2 separate regions of the Oryctolagus cuniculus genome follow, and region 1 is linked to region 2. A link is a contact called in public Micro-C data. All regions are on one chromosome and are shown on one strand. Each heading gives the region's core, a stretch centred on a gene start, on an enhancer-like site or on the middle of the called end of the contact. The rest is flanking DNA. Distances are from core to core; before and after follow the strand shown. Region 1 overlaps MRM3 (mitochondrial rRNA methyltransferase 3). Region 2 holds the start of NXN (nucleoredoxin).

The links. Hi-C and Micro-C count contacts between places; a contact is called where the count stands out from the background.
Region 1: a contact with region 2 is called in a Micro-C map of ear pinna, with 6 times the contacts expected there. The contact joins the enhancer-like site here to the promoter of NXN in region 2. A contact is called at or near these places in 3 of 6 Hi-C or Micro-C datasets (ear pinna, skin fibroblasts and an unstated tissue).

The regions. Positions count from the first base shown.
Region 1 is chr17:46,407,996-46,415,062 of mOryCun1.1, forward strand. It overlaps MRM3 (mitochondrial rRNA methyltransferase 3), which reads right to left. Exons shown (of 4, transcript XM_017348913.3): 4 at 4,343-5,020. The coding sequence ends at 4,494. Among named protein-coding and RNA genes, the nearest start is that of MRM3, 8.7 kb to the right of the region's middle. Within about 2 kb of position 3,121, at least 1 of the 8 cell types and tissues checked has an H3K27ac peak or open chromatin away from gene starts, as enhancers often do. A contact at or near this core is called in ear pinna, where this site is marked.
Region 2 is chr17:46,242,798-46,249,678 of mOryCun1.1, forward strand. It overlaps NXN (nucleoredoxin), which reads left to right and starts at 1,425. Exons shown (of 8, transcript XM_002718895.4): 1 at 1,425-1,927. The coding sequence starts at 1,562.

The DNA.
Region 1 (7,067 bases), core at 1,871-4,370, 170 kb after region 2:
TTGCTGTGTCCAGTGGGCAGACGGAAGCCAGCTGCTTTCCCAGGAGCAAGGTGGCTTCCTGCTATCGCTCCCCAACCCCCATGTGTCCCGGAACTCAGTGGCTATCACTTACTGAGCAGAAGGAGCCAGCCCTGCTTTTTGGCATCAGGCTAGCTTCAAGTGGTGGTTTCCAGGCAGATTTTGTTTTTTCCTGTTGCCTGGTTGAAGACATGAAAAAGCTGTTCCGCCTCCTGCTGCCTGGTTCCAGGGCCACACGTGGAATCCAGCCATGGTGCAGACGGCAGGGTATGGCCCGGGAACCCATCGGCGGGACCTTCAGGGTCCCCGCACAGGAGCGCTGCACGTGTGGGACCGAGTATGGGTCCCACGTGCTCCAATCCCACAGGTGCCTTCTGCTCTTGCCACCTCCCGGCCTTCCTGGCAGGCCCACACTTGCCCCACAGGACTGCACACAGTGGGAAGCAGGATGGACGGCGAGGCTCAGGAGGGCCCCTGCACTGCTTTCCAGGGCCCCAGGGTGGACCTGGGGATGCTGAGCCCGAGATCTTTCCAGGTTGCCCCTGGGCCGGTGTTGAAGTGAGCACCTTACCTAATCCCTCGCTGCAGCCGCCAGCAAGGACGAGAGCACACCTTGTGGCCTCCCCGGGAAACTGCAGGTTCGGGGACAGTCACAGCTGTGTGCTTCGTTATTCGTGCTAGTGGTCTGTGAGCCTGTACAAAGGTAAGTATTTCCTAGGACCCAAAAGCCGGGTGGAGGAGATTCTCATGTTGGCTATTTCTTTTTACAAAAAAAAAAAAAAAAAAAAAAATTGAAAGAGTTACAAAGAAAGGGAGAGATGGAGCTTCCATCCACTGGTTCACTCCTCAAGTGGCCGCAGCCAGGAGCTTCATCTGAGTCTTCCACGTGGGTGCAGGGGCCCAAGCACTTGGGCCGCCATCTACTGCTTTCCCAGGCACATTAGCAGGGAGCTGGATGGGAAGTAGAGCAGCCAGGACCTGAGCCGGTGCCCAAATGGGATGCTGTCATCACAGGTGGTGGCTTTACCCCTAAACTGCACCAGCCCCTGGTTCTGCCTTATGTCTAGGATTCCCCCTTCTATGGGGCAAGCATGACGAAGATGGCCTAGGTGTGCCTTGTATGTCAAAGTGCAAAGATGAGCGAGTGTGCCAGCTGTCAGGGGGCTGCCACCTGGCATTCTGGAGTACTTCCAGGGCAAGGGAAGATGTGAGTAGGACTGGGTGGTACTCATTCTGCAGCACTGTTGAATTCTCAGTAACTAATGTGGCAGCCTGTGAAAGCCTCCGTCCCTGAGTCATGGGAGAGGCCAGGTTGAGTCCCAGGCACCTGGCTTTGGCCTGCCCAGCCTGGGCTGTTCCAGACACTTGGGAAGTGAACCAGTACAAAGAGGATTGATCTATTTTCTATATATACATATGTGTATGTGTGTGTATCTATTCTATCTTGTCTGCCTTCCGAGTAAACAAGAGTTTAAAAAAAACAGACATTTAAAATCTCCTGTGGTCATCAGAGGACATGTAGGTCCCAGCTATGAGGAATCAGGGGCCGCCCTACAGGCCTGCGGTCATGGCGCCTGCCTTCGGAGGCCGGCATCCACTCCTTCTGCCCAGCACTCTGAGGAAGCCGCAGCTTTGGTCGTGGCCCTGGCCCACCTCAACTCTGAGACTGCGACAGGTGGCTCTGCCCAAGTGAGCAATCGGGACTCCCGACGCCGAACGCACTGTAAAGAGAGAACAGTCTCTTTGTGACACCTGACACTCGGCCCCCTGGCTGCTGAGCCTCGGCCGTGCATCCCCAGGTGCGCCGCGAGGACTGCTCGGCTGTGTAGACTTGAAGTCATCCAGAGTGAGAAGCTGGCTCAGCCGCTGATGTGGCTTCCAGCTTGTTACCTTACTACGCTCACTGATGGAAGCAGAGGAGGTAGCACGTTGGGGTTTATAAGCAGCACCACGCTTTCTCCACACACACAGGTGAGCCCACCTCAGGCCTGCTCCAAGGGGAGGCAGCCGCCAAGAGGAGAGTCCCGGCCGTGCGGCAGGTTTCCCAGCAGGCACGGCAGGCCCTCCCACGCTGTTCCTGGGCTGTTTAGAGCTCAGCTGTGTGGCAGGACACGGGAGGCTGCAGGGAACCCTGGAGCGGACGGCAGGTCCCCTGAGGCCTGTTCCTCCTTGGGTTCTAAGCAGGGCCCAGTACCCATGGCTGGATCAAGGGCAAAGCGCGGTGCTGAAGGGCGCTGCGGGGGCCTCCCAGCAGGAGCTCCAGGCACCAGGGGAAACAGGGCACGGTCTTCCTGCCTTGGCCACCCCATGTCCTGATGCTCTGCTGCAGTGACTTTTGCTTCTGCCAAGACGTGGGACAGTCTGCGCGGCATCCCCCTTTCACGCCTCTGGGCACAGGCTTGCATCCTTCCCATTTTTCAACTTAAATCCAGGAAAGTCCTCACCCCTCCCTGCAGCACTGAGAGTGGGTTTTGAGGCGTGGCTGCCACCTTGTGGCAGAAACTGGCATCACCGCTCTGCTTCCACACAAAGGCGAGGGGCCTGGCCAACTCTCACCGTTTCTCAGCCAAGCAGTGTTTTTCCTGTCATACACAGCTCAGTTTTTATTGCTGTTTACTGGGAAAATAACACATTTTGGCCTCAAAACAGAAGAATCCAAGATGGTGACTTTGCAGTATCACCATGCAAATAAGGACTTCACCGCCCCTTGGTCACTTAAAAACAAAGGACACCGGCCTCCCCGGCCCGTGTTGCGCCCACGGTCTGCCAGGCTGAGGCCCGTGACTGGACGTCACTTATTTTCTCTCATTCCCAGGGTGATCAGGTGGACTTGGAGTGACTGGCTAGTATTCCGCACCACTGTTTCTGTAAACAGGATAAGGTGTACGTCCTACTCTTTGTTTTTGTTTTGTGAGGAAAGCTGTCAGGGATACAAATGACAGGGCTGCTTTCATGCTGCAGGCGTGAGCTGCCTTTCGGTGACCTGTTTCTCAGCGCTTCCCCAAGGCGCTGAGGGAGACCAGATGTCCCCGGACTTGTGTGGCGTGGGTTCCCGTGAAGCTGTGCTTCAGCCTCTGTGCAGCGCAAAGGCTGGGGTCAGCTGCCTTTTAAAGAGCTGACCGGGGCACAGGGTTTGAGGACAGACCACAGGCCACTTGTGTGGGCCCCTAGGCAGGCCTGGGCCAGAACGAGGCACCAGTGCTTCAGCCAGGAGGCTGCCACCCGAGCATCCACCTTGCAACTCCACCCCGGCCCTGAGGTGCGCTCAGGACAGTTTACTGGGGAGCCGGGGGAGCTAGGGGAGTGTCGAGGGAAGGAAGAAGGAAGGGCGTCCACGGGTCCTCACGAGTCCGTAAGGCATCTCCCCAGAAGGAGTAGCTCAAGGGCTCCCACAGAACGTGGACCACTCCAGGAGCCCGGGACGGAAGGGCTGTGGTAGAGCCACTTCTGCCACCCTCCACTCCAGCGTCTCCAACCCCACCCTCTGCGGGTGTGAGGCAGTGCCTGAAACCAGGCCTGTGCTCCCCCTGCCCACCCCCTTCCCGCTCATGAGTATGCTCGCAGCCTGGCTGCCTCCTGGCTGGCACCTGGGAAGTAGGGTTCCAGCCTGCCCTGGTCCCCCGGGCTGTGAGACGAGCAGGGCTTGCAGCAGTGTTGCGGGCCCAAGGACCCAAGCGGGCATCCTCAGAACCTCCGCTCCCCGCTCCCCGCAGCCTGGGCCCCAGCGCCTTCCCCAGCGCTCTGTCCCGCTGTGAGCAGTGGCTGCACCCAGCCCGGCCTGTCACACAGCCATGGGCCGCAGGCGGCGTGCTCCCGACAGATGGGGGCGGTGCGAAGATTTTAAACGCGGCTCCTTCTTTCCCACATAAGCGGCCCTTACGGGGAGAAACGCACAGCAACAGTGGCTGTTTCTGTGAAGGCCTGGACAAACAGTCCCAGAGACAGGACCGCCGCTGCTGGCCGGCGTGAAGCAGTGACTCTTGGCAAGGCTTCCCCACTGTGCCAAAACGGAGCCAGGCACGGAAACCTGAGCTCGCCGGCCTTCCCTGGGAACGCGCCGCTTCTGCACGTCTCGGGCCGGATCTCCCAGGCCGAAGAGCCGGAGGGACGCTCTCACGACTGCAAAGCATCCGCCAGCGGGTAGGGGCTCCCTCCCTGCTCAAGAGGACGCCTCAGGAAGTGTCTGGGCAAGAGCGCCCCTCAGCGGTGATCTCTCACAACATCCATCTGAGGGGCTATGAGGCTCATCTGCGGGTGCTGCCACCGGAGGAGGAGCGCCCAAAGCTGATGGAGACGGGGATCTCGGGAGTGCTGACCCGGGTTATTTTTGAGGAACTCATGGAGATGTTTATTTTTCCCAATAGCCGCACAGTGAACGCTACCTTACCTACTTCTTGCCTCTCGAACGTGGCCTGGGGAGCCATAGCCACCCGCTCTGCCGGCCTCCTCAGGGTGGGCTGGGCGGAAGTCCCCTGTCAGTGGTAACTCTGGCTCCTGCTCCCGAGTTCCGCCCTCGCCCGCAGCTGCCGCTTCCCCTCAAACAGCAGGATGCTTGCGGCCATGGCCGAGTTGAGGCTGTCCACACCGGGCACGACGGGGATCAGCAGCCTCTTGCCCCCAGTGCGCTCCGCCAGCCACAGGGACTCCAGGCTCACGCCGTGGGTCTCCCCACCTATCACCACAGCTGCTGGGGCCTCTGTCCAGTCCAAGTCGTAACTCTGGACTTCAAGTTCAGGGAGCCAGCCTTTACCGGCTCCACTTTCTAGCTCCTCCACCTCCTCCTTGGACTTGTGAAATTTGAGGAAGCGAGGATCACACACACCGGCTTTATCAGATGCGTGGGCCTGGGCATAGAGGCCACAGTTGTCGGCCACGTAGACACGGGTGTTGGGGGGCAGGTGCTCCGGCACGGCTTCCCACTCCAGGTTGTTGATAACAGGCACCTGGAAGTGCGCACCCATACCTGCCCGCAGCACTTTGGGCTCCCAGGCATCCACACAGCCTAGAAAAGAAAAACACAGAATTTTACAGACCTGCCCGGACCGGAGAACTCGTGTAAATCCAGGCGATTCTGATGGGTGGTAAAGAACGAGCTCCCGGACCTTCTGGCCCACGTGCGGCCGTGCCCTGCGCAGGGCCTACAGGGCTGACCCCTGCCTCTGCTGAGAGCAGACTTTCTGTACGCAGCGCCACACCTCGCACAGGGGATGCAAACGGAAGGAACACACAGCCCAGGGGCCAGCGCTGTGGCCTGCAACGCTGCATCCCTTACAGTCCCCGCGGCTCCACTTCTGAATCCACTCCGTGTGGACGGCCTGGGAAAATCTGGGGAAGATGGCCCAAGTGTTTGGGCCTCTGACACCAACGTGGGAGACCCTGATGAAGCTCCTGGCTTCCGCTGGGCTCAGCACTGGCCACTGCGGCCATCTGGGCAGTGAATCTCTCTCTGTAGCTCTGGCTTTCAAATAAATCTAAAAAACAAAGTCCCCAACCTCAAGGGACTCATGACGGAGCGGGCGGCGGTATCAGGCTCGTGTATACAGGCCGCTCGCTGAAGCTGAGGCACAAGATCATGAGCAGGTCACGGAACACCCTTGCACGGAGCAGGCTACGAGGCACAGCCAGCTACGAGACCCAGCGCTGAGCGGGCTCGTGAAGCACTGAGGATCCGGTCAGAGGCAGGCCCAGGCAGAGGGCGAACCTGGAGGCCAAAGAGCCCCAGTGTGTAGGATCCGCGGGGCGGTGAGCAGGCCTGCTGGCAGGCAGGAGCTGGGAGGCTGGCCTGGCGAAGCCACAGAAGGCTTTTCAGCCCAGCAGGACCGAGTTCTGCGGGAAGAAGCCCCGGACGGCGGCAGGGAAGACAGCAGAGATGGGAAGTGAGGCCGCAGTGCAGTGCCGTGCTCCAGGGACTGGAGCCCAGCAGCAGCCCTGCCACTCACACGCAACCCGCTTCTCCTGCCACCTGTGCGGGCCACAGACCCCTCTCATCCGCTAGGCGCGCCCACTGCTGGGCGCCGGCTGGGGGCAGGACACCTGTGAGCGCACCACTCACCTACTTCCTTCCCCGACTCCATCCCACCCGTCTCCTCAGGACAAGTTATTTTTAAAGTTAGCTTATCAAGCTCAGGAGAGATGAGCTAGGCAAGGCGGATCTAGGAAGGAGGGTAACAGAGAATGAAGCAGGCCCGCACACACCCCAGCCATGGGCTTTCTACCAGGCAGGGACGGGAGATGGCAGCTGGGCTGGAGGCCGACAGGTGAGGGGCAAGGCCCAGATCTGCGGGAGGCGCCCTCTAGTCTGGGTAACAGGGAGAGGGCAGCCATCGCCCCTCCTCCCCCTCACATCCTTGATGCTGGGCACATGCCAAGTGCCTCCTACCCTTTCTCCCCCGCCTCTCACGTGCCAGCCCCCACGATCCTTGTGCCCACACCTGCTATCACAGCACTCAACAATGGGCTGAGGAGCGTGGTACTGACCATGGCAGGGAGAGGTAAGCACCGAGGTGTGCCTGGAAGAGGCGCACAGAGCCATGCAGGCAAGTCTCAGCAGTGGCAGCAGGCGGAACGGTCGGCCCCTCCCATCCGCCTTCAGGGTGTCCTAACAGGCACTTCAGGCCTGTCCCAGCTGCCAGGCAGGTCCGTGCAGAGCCAGGCTATTAATCTGCTGTCCTGATGGAAGAGGAAGAAATGTAGCAAGGCTCACATGCAGGCAGAGGCGCACGGCGGCCAGGAGGCCAAAGGAAAGGATTCCATTTGTGTCATGGTCTGCCGACCTCACTTCCTCCACAGGACCCAGAAGTCAGGAGCACGTAGGCCTCACCTACCTCTGGGACCACAAGATCCATAAAGGACCTGATGGCATCTATGTCTTTCCCCTGAATGACTTTCATTCTTCACTAACCTACCAGGTTTCAAAATGATTTTTAAAAGTAATAAACATTGGGGTCGGTGCTGGGCTCACTTGGTTAATCCTCCGCCTGCGGCACCGGCATCCCATATGGGCACTGGTTCTAGTCCTGGTTGCTCCTTTTCCAGTCCAGCTCTCTGCT
Region 2 (6,881 bases), core at 175-2,674:
CTTTCACCCGGTGTTGGTATCTGAGCTGATCCACACCGACTTTGGGTGGGCGTTGTGTTCAGCTTTTTGAGTGTCTGTGGGGGAGGGGCGAAGACGTGCCACAGACCACCTGTTCAGTCGGGGTTCTCCCTAAGCGCCGGGCGCGTTTTGCCAGCTGGCGCGCACACACACACTTCCCTAGAATTTTTCTCAGCTACCTACAAACTTGATAGCAGCATTGGAGCTGAGTTAGGAGAGCAGCCAGCCCCGAGTTAGAGGTGCCACAGCATCTGCCGGCCCCGTTTGTGGAGATGGAAGAGAGTCCCTGGGGGGCGGGAGCAAGCCGCTGAAATCCTACATGGCTACCCGCGAGCAACCCACAGACGGTCCGGATTCTGCCCCTGCTGTGCCCAGCACCCTGTTAAAAGACCCACAGCGAACAGGAGGGCGCTTCCAAAAGTTCATGGGGAAACGGAATTAATTAAAGTGAATAAAGTTATTTCGGTACAAAATTCTTTGGAAATCCATGCCTAGTTTTTTCATAACACACATTTTTCCATGCAGTTAAAACAAGTTTTGTTGATTGGAGAGACCGAGAGAGCGCCCATCTGCTGGTTCACTCTCCAGATGCCCCGTGGGAGCCAGGAGCTTAACTGAGCTGTTCCACGAGGTGGCAAGGACCCAGTTACTGGAGCCATCACTGCTGCCTCCCAGGCTTTGCCTGAGCAGGAAGATGGAATCTGGACTGGAGCTGAGTATGGATCCCAGGTACTCCGGTGTGGGAAGCTGGGGTCTTACCTTCTAGGATAAACACCCCCCCCCCCCGGGAAGCTTTGGAAGACCCCAGCTATGCCTGGATTCCCAACATTTTTGCACCAAAATAAACTTATTTTTTCAGTTTCCACGAACTTTTTGAAGTACCCTAGTGCAAGATGTGGCATCCTCCAATCCACGTACAACAGAGAGCACAAGACATACATGCACAGGCAGTATGACCCAGCCTGATCAGCAACGAGAGAGAGAGAGAGAGAGAGAGAGAGATGTGTGTGTGTGTGGGGGGATATTCAGTGGGGCCTCAGGCTTTGGGCTGGGGAGCGGAGGGAAAGGAGCTAGGAGAAAGGGTGCAGAACTCGAGTGCGGGGCTGGGGGGAATCCTTGGAGAAGTGTGGTGGTGGTGGGCCTGAATTTAGGGCCGGGGAAGGGAGCGTAGACGTGGGGAAAAGACGGCCAAGTCCAGGTCCTTTCATCGCTCAGGTCCCGGGCATTCCTGTCAGAGGGGAGCCTTTCCCGTCAGGTCTGTACTCGGGGCGGCTTCCGCGCGCACTTCGGCCTGAAGGAGGGAGCCCGGCCGGCCGCCCCAGAGCCAGCTGCGGCGGACCCTGCCCCGGGGACCGCGGCCCCGGGCCGGCCGCGGAGGGGGCGTGGCGTGGGCGGGCCCAAGGGGGCGGGGCTCTGCGTTCCCTCGCGCCCGCCGCTGCCGCCGCCGCCGCTGCTGCCGCCGCCGCCTCCGCCCGCCGCGCGGACTGAGGGAGCGCGATCGCCGCCGCCTGCCGCCCGCGTGCCCGGGCTGCGGTGGGCCAGGATGTCGGGCTTCCTGGAGGAGCTGCTCGGCGAGAAGCTGGTGACGGGCGGCGGCGAAGAGGTGGACGTGCACTCGCTGGGCGCCCGCGGCATCTCGCTGCTCGGGCTCTACTTCGGCTGCAGCCTGAGCGCCCCCTGCGCGCAGCTCAGCGCCAGCCTGGCCGCCTTCTACGGCCGCCTGAGGGGCGACGCGGCGGCCGGGCCAGGGGCCGGGCCGGGGCCGGGGGCTGGCGCGGCCGCGGAGCCCGAGCCGCGGAGCCGCCTGGAGATCGTCTTCGTGTCCTCAGATCAGGACCAGAGGCAGTGGCAGGACTTCGTGCGGGACATGCCGTGGCTGGCGCTGCCCTACAAGGAGAAGCACAGAAAGGTGAGCGGCGCGGGCCTCGCCGGCGCCCCCGGCCTCGGGCCGCACTCCCGGGAGCCGGGCCCCAGCCTCCGGCGTGGCGCCCGCCTCCCCGCCTGCTGCTCTCTGCGCCCGCACCGTGTCCCCGCACCCCTGCGGGCTGGGGGCTCCCGCGGCAACTCCGCGGGGCGCGGGGCCGGGTTGCGCCCGCGCTGCCCAACTTTGACACCTCTCGGCCCCCCACCGCCCCAGGCCCGGGCTCACGTCCCCCTCGCCGAGGGGGCGGCCGTGCTGGGGGCTCCGACCCGGGGGCCCTCCGCCGCCAGCCCCTCCCCCCCCCCCCCCAGGAGAGGTGCCGGGAGGGGCCCCCTCTCTCGACCCCTGGACTCTCTGCGGATCCCTGTAGTGGGTGGGGGAGGGCGCTAGCCCCCTACCCACAATGCTCGAACCAGGAAGTTTCCTTTCTTTCCGAAAGAAATCTGCTTTCCTGGGGGGCCCTCCCCTTGTGACTGGGGACCTGGAGGCCGAGGCCGAGGTCAGACCGCCCCCAACCCTGCCGTGGGCAGGCAGCCGCCGGGGGTGGCCCGGGGCGAGGAGGGAGCTCGCTCCCTCTCGCTTCTTCCTCCTCCCGCGGCTATCCCCACCCCGGCTGAGTTAGGGGCCACCGGGGAGCTTTTCATTGTCTGACTGTCCAGCTCGCTCCCAGGCACTTGCCGCCCTCACTTTCGCGGTGGGCCGCCGTTGTCTTGGCATACTTCGCGTGAACTGCTGGGCTGATCCCATAGGGGCAGCAGGACTGGAGGAACGGGGATTTGGGGAGATTTATGCTTCGCTGTCAACTTCTCCGTCCTCCCGGTTTGCTGTTGAAATTAGTTTGGGTTTCTGAGTGCGTCTGTTGGATGAAGATGTCTGTTTTAATAAAACAAACCCAGGGGTGTTTGTCACGCATAGAAACAGAAAAGGGTTTGGAGCGGGCTTGCTTCAGGAGTGTGCCCGAGGCAGGGGTGTGAATCCAGACCCTTCCGTGTCTGAGGGGGTCTCAGTTTATGGAGTGGACAGAAGGGCTGCTCGGGCGTTTAGCTTCCTCTGGGGAGGATGGTAACGCATGCCATGTGTTTCTTTTACGTGTGTGGATCTTGTAGGGAAGCATGATTTAGATTTAGTGAGAGCAAAAGGCTTATGCTGGGACCCCAAATGTCTCGAGTAAATCATCCATCCCTAAGCGGGGAAAGTTACCGAATTGGGATTTAAAGTATGAAATACAGTGGAACAGATAGAGTTTGTGTATTTAACGTGGGAAGAACATGGGTTCCCTAACCACACAGAGGCAGGACTTGGCATTTTCACCACTTCTTAGATTATTCTACCCATGTTTGATTTATACGTGTGATAGGCTATGAATATACATGGCTAGTACTTTCTGTTTCCAAATATGCAAATTTTATGTGGTGGTTGTTTTATGATCCTTTTGAGTATAGAAAAAAAATTTTTTTCAATGTAATGGCGAGTTTCTGTTGTGGCCAAAATCTGTTTAAAATGATGTTCTTACTGGGCAATGCAAATAATTTCTAGCTTTTGAAAACATACAACGATGGTAAAATGTTGCAGCCTAAGGCCTATTGTGTTTTGTACAGAAGGGGAATGAATTGGCTGAATAGTTAGAATATGGAACAAATTGAGATGTTTTGCAAATGTTTAAAAAAAAGGAAAAAAAAAAGCTTTTTCTGAAAAAGAGAAATATTCGATACAAGTAGCACATGCCTGCTTCTCTGTGCCCTGGCCGGTCCCTTTGTATGCAAAGAAGTGTTGCGTGGTCCTAGCCTGGACCTGCCAGTACCGCTAGCTAGGAATAGACTCTGCATGATACAGCGCAGACTCATTCGAAAATACAGTGTAGAGTGCCGAACGTGCCTCAACCTTGGTGCCGGGGCTTCTGAGAAATTTTATATTTTGCACAGAATGTTTCTGACTCACATCCTACGGTTCACTTTGTGCCCTAAAACTGGTCGGTTTTTGGGGTGGCTTCTGCCCCTCCATGTTCCTGAACAGGGGGACTCCACATCGGATCCCAGAAACACGCCCAGGGGTGTGCACCAGGTGAAAAGCCTCCTCTGTGCTTGCTAAGGAAAACATACTCTTGGAAGTTACAAAAGCCATGTCCGCACTCTGGAAGGGAAACACGGAGGAGACAGCGTGTCCTTTTCTGTAACTGGCAGTTTTGGGCTCTCTTGTTCCACACTGGAGTGGATAGGAGTCTGTGAGTTTGTGATGCCAGTTTCACCTTAAGAACAGTGAGCAGTCGGAGCACCCCCAGTGCAGGGCCCCGGATGGATGAACACTTCACTCCTTGTGGACAGACTCTGTTTTTTTTTACCATCTATAAAAATAACTTTAAAGAAGGGAATTTTGTTTTACAACTGAAGGAAAAGCAAAGATCCAGATTACTTTTTAAAGTTCTCATTAACATTTGTTCTCTCAAACCATTTGTGTACTTCTTCCCATTGGGATAACGAAGGATATGGTTCTGATTAGTTATTGGCTGGCATTTCTCTAAAGAAAATTGAAAAATTATGGTGGGGAAAGAAAATGCTGTGTGGTATGTCTTTTTTTTCTTCTTCTTTTATTAATTTCTGCTTTACAGAGTAAGAAAGTCTGGGGATGACCATATATGCTAAGCCTGCATTTTGCCTGGCTCCTCTCACCTTGATTGGAGCTGTGAGGAAAAAATAAATAATTCCAGTATCTTCTTTTTTTAAATTATGGAAGATTGTCCTGTTTCTGCTTGTTTCAGCGGTAGGTACTAAAGTCATTGAAACTTTTTTTTCTTTTTGGCTTCCAGCACACACACCTTATTACACAGCTGTATAGAAATTGTAATTAGATGATAGTAGAACTTTGAGTGCATTTGTAAGAGCACTTATGCCAGGAAACCTGTAATCCTGAAGTTCAGGCAGTTAGACTTGTTTTAATAAGTAGCTTGGTAGATGTTATTCACGTTGCTGAAGAGAGAGAATGTGATGAAGAGTTGCAAGGTGGTGAAGATCTGGTCTTTTAGGATTTGGTTGTTCCTTTAGGTCAGTGTAAGTTACTCAATTGCTGAAACCGGAGAGTCTGTCTCCAGGGTCCATGTTGGCATTTTAGAGGTGAGCCTGGTTTTGGTTTTAAAGCCACAGGTCTCAGCTTTGCCTGGCCTGGTGCCTGATGTGAAACATTTGGTTGGGGTGAGTGTGTTGACATCAAAGGGTACAGATCAGTAGCTTCCCTCTGGATGGGTTTATTGGGCTCTGGCTTGGTCTTAGAACTTCCCAAGTGATAGAAGGGGCGAGAGAATGTTGGGGAGGGCAAGTGGCAGAGTCTGGGGTTTTGGTCCAGCATCCCTGGTCTGCCTGCTGCAGCCAGGAGGGGAGTGTGCATCCTCCAGCCACCCTGTGTGGCTGCTCTGGGTGGTTCTTTTGGTTCATATCAAATCAGAGACTTGGCCTAGAATTCACCTGCATCCCTTTGTAGGTTCTTTGGGTAGAACAAGATTTGGTATCCCCTTAGTCTTAGAACTCCGTCTCTCTCAAGCTTCCTCAAATCCAAATACTACGCCAATAAGACAGTGGTTTCCAGGATGCTAGCAGATCACTGCGTCTTTTCTTCTATTCACTTTTAAGGTGACAAAAGATGGCAAAAAGGTACAGCTTTAAAAATTAGGTGTGGAGCCAGCTCTGTGGTGCTGGCATCCATATGGGCACCGGTTCATGTCCTGGCTGCTCCATTTCCTATCCAGCTCTCTGCTGTGGCCTGGGAAAGCAGTAGAGGATGGCCCAAGCCCTTGGGCCTCTGCACCCACCTAGGATACCCAGAAGAAGCTCCTGGTTCCTGGCTTTGGATCTGTCCAGCTCTGGCCATTGTGGCCACTTGGGGAGTGAACCAGTGGATAGAAGACTCTCTCTCTCTCTCTCTCTCTGCCTCTGCCTCTGCCTCTCTGTAACTCTGCCTTTCAATAATATATAAAAATAAATCTTTAAAAAAATGTTTTTTTTTCCAGGGGCTGGCACTATGGTATGGTGGGTAAAGTCACCTCTAGCAGTGCTGGCATATGGGTGCTGATTAGAGTCCTGGCTGCTCCACTTCCAATCCAGCTCTCTGCCATGGCCTAGAAAAGCAGTAGAGGATGGCCTAAGTCCTTGGGCCTCTGCACCTATGTGGGAGACCCAGAAGAAGCTCCTGGCTCCTGGGTTTGGATCGGCCCAGCTCTGGCCATTGTGGCCATTTGGGGAGTGAACCAGCGGATGGAAGACTTTTCTCTCTGTCTCTCTCTCTTTCTCTGTAACTCTACCTCTCAAATAAATAAATAAATAAATAAGAAAACAAAAATTAGGTGTGGGGTAGATGTTGTGGCACAATGGGTTAAGTCTCTTGCAACTCTCACATCCCATACCAGAGTGCCAGTTCAAGACTCAGCTCTTCTGTTTTCAATCCAACTTCCCACTAATGCATGTTGGGAAGCAGCAGATAATGGTCCAATTGCTTGGGCCCCTGCCATCCATGTGGGAAGATCTCACTCTTGAAGATAAGTGTTCTCTTTCTCTCCTATCTGCTGGTTCACTTCCCAAAGGCCTGCAGCAGCTGGGAATGAACCAAGTGGAAGCCAGGAGTCTGGAACTCCATTTGGATCTCCTATGTGAGTGGCAGAGACCCAAGTCCTTGAGCTATTACCTGCCATCTTCCCAGTGCACAGTAGCAAGAAGCTGGATCGGAAGTGGAGCCAGAACTTGAATCCAGGACTTCTGATTCACAATGAGGGCATTGTTTGCAGCATCTTAACCACTGTGCTAAATACCAACTCCCATGAGGTGTATGTATATATTTAAATTTATTTGAAAGGCAGAGTTTCATAGAGGGAGACACACACACACACACATAGACACACACACACACAGATCTTCCATCCACTGGTTCACTCTCTAAATGGCCACAACAACTGGGCCAA